2 separate regions of the Mus musculus genome follow, and region 1 is linked to region 2. A link is a contact called in public Hi-C data. All regions are on one chromosome and are shown on one strand. The core of a region is the stretch at or near the end of the contact, and the rest is flanking DNA. Distances in the headings are between cores, read along the strand shown.

Region 1 (3,178 bases), core at 631-3,130, 120 kb after region 2:
ATAGACCCTTTGGTAATGACAATAAATAGCATAAGGCTGTTAGAGACCAGAGCTGCATCCCACGTCCTGGTAGTCACTTGACACAGTGGCATGCCAATAGATGAGGACCAAGTCATTGCCACAGTCACACACAGCGATAACCACCTTGTCTTTACAGACACTGTAACACAGTTCCACCAATAATCCCCCTCTTGTACTGCCCCAAATGTGCCCAGGATGGCTCATGCCCTTACACATGTCTTCTGATAGTTCTAAGCACACTTCTTTCGTGCAGCTAAAAGAAGGACTCTGGAAAACCGGATGCTTTCATCTGTAAGACGATATTCCCAAATCTTCAGAAGATTTAAATGAAACACACTCTTGAGGATTAGAGCTATTTTCCAACTGGCTTGGCTAGTTAAAGTGTCATCCATGTATCTATAAGGAAATATGGAAAACATCTTAGAACTGAGTAAAAATGTATATAATATTTTACTATTAAAAATTGATGTGAGAATATATAAGACATTATTAAAATGTGTCACTAGAGAGTAAAATGGGTATTATGTGAAAGATATTTTCACTATATATCTTCCTATATAGCTAATAAGAGTGACAAGTAATATTTATTTGGGCTTGACTATCTAATCATTTCCCTCACTGCATTTATAATTTACCATTCTCAGTAACCTTATATAAGTACCAGCATGGCAATTTATCACGTAGCTGTAACATAACGTAAGATTGGCTTACACAACATAGTTTATTAGCTAGTGTAACAAGCCATTCCATGACAGGATGACTACAGAGGTGAGACGATGAAGGGATGCCAAGCTCTGAGAGTTCTGCATTTTTGCTCTCCCCTCATCTATATGATGTACTGTTCTTAAGCAAGCTCTGCTCATGACTCCAGAAGACTGCTGTGTCCCATGGACACATGGCAGCACCCAGTCTTCCTCCCAGTGTGTTTTTGTTAGAAATCTTCCAGCACCCCCCACCCCCACCCCTGCTCCTCATCACAGCCAATACAATTGTTTCCAATGCTACACCTAACACAGCCATAATAAAAGGAATGGAGCCGCCAGGGTTGGCTTCCAGGCTGATCAAGTTTCACGCGAAGCATCTAGAGAAAGCAAGCTGAGATCTGGGGAACTTCGGTTAGGGTTATGAGAACAGTTCAAGGTCAGAGGGAAACCATCAACCTGCCGCTTTAACTGTGCAGCCAGGATCAGAGTCCTAAGTGAGCAAGGGAAGATAGCAGCTGATGGCCATCAGCTGGACTCTTGTCACCTGCATTTGCAGGTGAGGACACAGATGAGATGGAGCGGCGGGAAACTGCTCAAAGTTCTGCAGCTACTAGGTGGTAGAGCTGGGCTCCAATAACATCTGCTTACCTGGAGGCCTAGGCTTTTACTCCTAATGATAAACACACCCTGCTACACAGTGGGTCCTGTCAACCACTCCTTCCCTCCCCACCCCAACATGTATTTCTTTCCTAATTACTAAAATAAACGAAGATTGGTTGTATCCCCTCTATAGTACTGTTTGGAGTGTTCCGTTGGTTCTGACCACAACAACTTGGCTCTGACAGCTTGGGAAACACCATTTAACTCCATGCACTTCATTTTCCGGACCACTAAGATGGAAAGGCTCAACCAAATGAGCTGTGAGATCCTGTCCTGCCCTAAAATTCAACTAGCGTATGGCTCACAAACGAAATGTGATTCGCAGGGGCAGAATTTGCAAAGGCCTCAGAAATACAAATCCCGATGTTCTTCATGAAAAGCCAGTTGAATTTTCAGAAGCAAGTACTATTCTATTTATAAAATGAACCAGCTTGTTTGCTGTTGGTACAGATGGTTGTGTGTAACCTTCACGCCTGGGAGAGCTGGCCCTGATACTCTGGGTGGCTTGCCTCTCCTCTCTCCTGGTACAATATGTTCCAAGGATTCATCTCTCCTCAGCTGAATAGGCCAAGAAGCCATCCGCCACTGGTGGCGAGATGGCAGCTGTGAATCGAAGCTTCCAGGGACCTTGTTTCTTCATCCTGTGAGGAATGACAACCCAGGTGACCAGGTGAAAGAACTTCTGTCTAGGAAAGATGCCCTCCGTAGTTGATGACTCCTGCTTGCCTGTCTCCAGTCTCCGGCAGAGATCAACTCCTTAAACTGCTTCCAAAGACAACCCCACCCCACCCCACCCCACCCCACCCCACCCCACCCCACCCCACCCCGCATGACTGTGAAATGTTGTAGGCAGGAGATAAAGGGACAACGGGTGAGCTAGGTTATGTGTGTTATATTTTCTTCTTATTTCTAGAATACCAGGGAGAGGCTTAGCTAAGAAGATAGAAAGGTTTTCTTTTTCAGAGCCAAGTGAGAATTTGAAGTCAAAATGTGAGGTATCTAAGGTAATGCTGACACTTGCATGTTAAGATAGTTGCAAACATTATCATCAGACAAATAAATGTTCTTACCACGAGTCTTAAGAAAGATGAGACGTGTTAAATCATCAGAATTGTGATTTAACTTAGGTGTCAAAAACATCAAAACACTAAATAGCTAATGTCAGATAATGAGGGGACACGATAGAAAATGTATTGTATTTATTCATTCCTCTATGTTAGTGAGAGAGGAATCAGGCACATATCCTAAGAGGGACAGAAGATTATCCGTGTTTGCTCAGTCTGCCAGCTATTGTTATCTGAGAGATAAGGATTGTCCGTGAGAAGAACACTTTTAAGAGCATATAATAAAAACATTAGCACCCCACAATAAAATTAGCACTGAAAATGCAATGCAGGGAGTGGACTCTGATACAAAAGGGCTGGGCTCCTTGGAAGACTCCGGTGACATTGGATGGGGAGCTGCACATGGCTTCCCAGGTCCTGGGAGACTATGTCACATTAACAAGCACTTACATTTGTATCAGTTCATGAAAGTAATTCTGGGAAATAAAAGCAAGCATGCTTTTAGGTGAAATTGTCAGAGTAATGGCTTTGGTTTTCATTTTTCTTCCTAACACAGATTAAAGACAAAATTCTTTAGGTAATAGAAGAAATAAAATATGTGCCACATTTTTTTTTTGTCATATCGCACAGTTCGTCCAGACTTAGGATCCTGGCATTTTGAACGCCATTCGCAATAACACATGCAAAGTTCCCTAAGAGAAGAAGCCCTTCAAAGACTCCGAGGAGGCA
Region 2 (3,341 bases), core at 703-3,202:
CGGTGACTATCCATCCAGTATGTGACACGCTTGGATTTCAACCATCTATCTTGTGGCCATGAGACCACAGTGAAGAGGTTCAGAGGGTACTCGTGCTGTTAGGAGTTCTCTCTGCCAAAGTGGCAAAATGTCAAAATGGAGACTTTCCACATTGTTGCCCTTTGCCAGAAGCGAAGACAACTGAAGCTGGAACAGCCTGGGCAGCCGGCAGGCCAATGCATGTAATGCATATCATTAAAGATAGTTAGCACAAAGAAATGGTTGTTGTTATGCCTCGTCCAAGTTGGGCTTAGTAGCTAATTAAGTATGAGCGCCTTCTTTTCTCCCTCATGGCCATATGCAGTTTTTGAATTCTTCCGTCACTAACTGTTTTAAGGAAGAAGTTAAATGCAGAATGCATTGAGTTTGGTAGAGGGTTTAAAGGTCTGCCTTTTCCCACCAAAGCTATTTAATATCAGCTGCAGAGTGGGTGTGTATGTGTGTGGGGGAGGGCTGTGACCTCCCTTATTTTTACAACCATTGCCATGATTTCATGGTACTGGCAGCGGTCACCCAAAGGGAAGAAGTAGACTTTATTACAGTAATTATATGCCAGAATGTGGGTATTAAGACAGAAATACTTTTCTACTGATAATTAAATGTCAAAGGAAAAATGACTTTGCCCAACCAGCAGCTCTTCATTGTGTTTTTAATACACTAATGGCCTCAGTGAAGACAAGGCTATGTCCATAGGTTAGAGGTTCAGATTCTGTGTGGCCTCTGGCTTTAGTTTCAGGAATGGTAAATAGAGCAGTTGGGGAGGAGGAGTGTGTGTCAGAACAAGTTAGCGTGATCCCCTCCTTCCCCTAGAGTGTAAAGTCAGATATGTGTTTACTTGAAAAGACGTGGCCATTGGATTTGCAGATAGGTTGTGACCTCCACTGAATCACACTGCTGTTTCTGTGTTCCTGTAGTGCCAGGGATCAAACTCAGGGCCGTGTATGTACTAGGTAAGCATGACACTGCTAAGCCAAATCCCCAGACCATACTGGATCCCTTTATCACTTTTCTCTAATACGTTTTGATGCATTTGTGAATGCCGGAAGAAAAAGAATATGGCTGGAAATTTATCCATAATCATGGTGTTTTTCTGACTTATGTAAAAATGTAAAATCCTAAATAAGTTGAAGAAGGACTGGATAAGTACCAGGAGGTATAACTTTTAAAATTAGTCATATGCTCAAAAATACAAGCTTGTGGCTACTAAGTTATACTCATCAGGCATTAATTGTAGACCAGTACATGTCTGAGATGGCAAATATGATCCCTATGTCAAAAGACTGCATTATGCCACATTTGATTAACTCTGCAACTGAGTTTGGTTCAATCACCGAAACAACTTATGAGTTTCTTTGACCACCCTCAAATAGCTAAAAGGTATAATTCTTTTTAACCCTTGATTTGAAGTGGGCACTTAGTTCATTCTCTGATGTGCTGATTAGCCTGAGTGGATAAACAGAATATTTGTAGAAAGTCAGTAGCAAACATCAGAGCAGATTTGAGAGTTCAGTCTTCATCAAGTGAGAACCCTTCTTAAATTTTTGGCCAGTTGTTAAGCCATGCAGACTACTTGAAAGCGATCTTGTATTTTTCTATAGCACCCGTGTTTGATCCTGATACAAATGCTTGAGGTTGATTTTTCAGTTTGAGTTTCAGCCTATATTGTTTTCTTTTTGGTTATACAGAAGGATCTAGGTTCAGTATGTCTGGAGGTAAGTTGCTGGTGGATTCTGAAGTGGGGAATACCTTCAGGGAGCCTTGATCTGGGAAGCACTGGTCACCCCAATTCACAACAGGCTGGGGTGCTTGCTGCTGCTGCCAGCTTCATTGCTGGAAGTCCAGACTGGTCTCCAGATCATGGCACTGACTCTTCTTCTGTGTTTCCTCTGTTCTCTGCAGTGGGTTTGTCTTCAACAATGAGCTATTCATGGGCACTGAGCGAGCTACCCAGGACAGAGGCGACGGCTGCAGACCCTGCGGGCAGTTGGACATGCTCCAGTCCAGATATTCTTGGGAATGTGGAATTATTTGAATCAAAGGGAAATAAATCTTTTGCAAATGTTAATACAAATGGCTGTGGGAAGGGTTTGGTGCTAAAAGAGTAGCTGAAAATTCTTGGTGCCTACTGAGTTATTTTTTTGGCAGGGAATACTAGGTTGCTATGGGAATGATAAAGACACGATAATAGTCATATTTTAATGGTTCTTCTTACAATGTTGTACTGCGTCCTCTTCAACTGTGCTGGGATGATAAAGCTTGCTCTTTGAGTCATCTGACCACTCTTATCTTGTGTTTAGTTTCTTACTCAATTGCATTTGAACTTGAAAGCATAACTCTGAGTCTGTTCATGAATCCATTTTCTTTTTCACCAGCGCATTCAAGGTTTATATTGCCAACTGTAAGCTTCCCTTTTCATACGTTATGTTGGAATGGGTGTACCCTGGGAGATCTGAAAGTCTATATACTGTTCTGATATAATGGAAAGGGAAAACTGTATAGTACATGCCAAAGGTTAGCTGTTCCGGGCTATCTCTCCTTTGCCACACTTAGATATGTCACAGTGGGGAAGTCACTAAACTATGTCTCTGTATTTGTAAAATAGAGATAATTGCATAACTACTGTGGTGGTGTGAGCTCCTTAGACCATGTACATAAAATTCTAGCAAGGTGATCACGAGTATCTGTTTCTCAAAAACCTAAAACTCGATCTACCGTATGACCCAGCAATAATACTCCTGGGTCTTTACTCAAAAGACATCAAGTCAACATAGCAAAGATGTTTACACATCAATGTTTGCTGAAGCATTATCCTAGCAGCTAAGCTAACCAAGGAACAGAAAAAGAAAATGTGATCTACTTCTCAACAGGAGAGAAATCATGTCGGGCATTGGAAATCTAGCCCACTCGTCAAGGTGGCTGAAGTCATGGATCTTGGAGACGAACCTACAAGTTCTACTTTACTAAACTAGCATCATTCCTAACTGCATTCTAAAAGGAAAAAAAGGAATGAAAACATGTTCTATATACACACTAGAGATTGGTTAGCCATAAAAATGAATGATGTTGTATGGTGTGCAGGAAATGAATGAACCTGAGGCAATCAGATTAAGTGAATTGAGACAAACACCACGTTTCTTCTCACTTGTGAGCCCTAGATTTTATATAGTTACAGAACATCATGTATGTACATATGACACAAAAGCAGAAGTGAAAGTATCTGGGGGAACAAAGGGAAGTAATGTGAGACAGAGGGAGAAGATGCAGAGAGGAGGGGACATTACAGGAATATGTTCATTGTATAA

What was found. Hi-C and Micro-C count contacts between places; a contact is called where the count stands out from the background.
Region 1: a contact with region 2 is called in a Hi-C map of cerebellum, with 1.6 times the contacts expected there. The contact joins two enhancer-like sites. A contact is called at or near these places in 1 of 39 promoter capture datasets (liver), 9 of 484 Hi-C or Micro-C datasets (cerebellum, cerebral cortex, female germline stem cells and 4 more) and 1 of 115 datasets of contacts at active chromatin or transcription factors (neural progenitor cells).

The regions. Positions count from the first base shown.
Region 1 is chr13:112,044,816-112,047,993 of GRCm38.p6, forward strand. It overlaps Gm15322 (a long non-coding RNA gene), which reads left to right. Exons shown (of 3, transcript XR_382921.2): 3 at 3,080-3,178. Among named protein-coding and RNA genes, the nearest start is that of Gm41061, 4.9 kb to the left of the region's middle. Within about 2 kb of position 1,881, at least 9 of the 459 cell types and tissues checked have an H3K27ac peak or open chromatin away from gene starts, as enhancers often do. A contact at or near this core is called in cerebellum, where this site is marked.
Region 2 is chr13:111,926,864-111,930,204 of GRCm38.p6, forward strand. No RefSeq gene overlaps it. Among named protein-coding and RNA genes, the nearest start is that of Gm15326, 61 kb to the left of the region's middle. Within about 2 kb of position 1,953, at least 33 of the 459 cell types and tissues checked have an H3K27ac peak or open chromatin away from gene starts, as enhancers often do. A contact at or near this core is called in cerebellum, where this site is marked.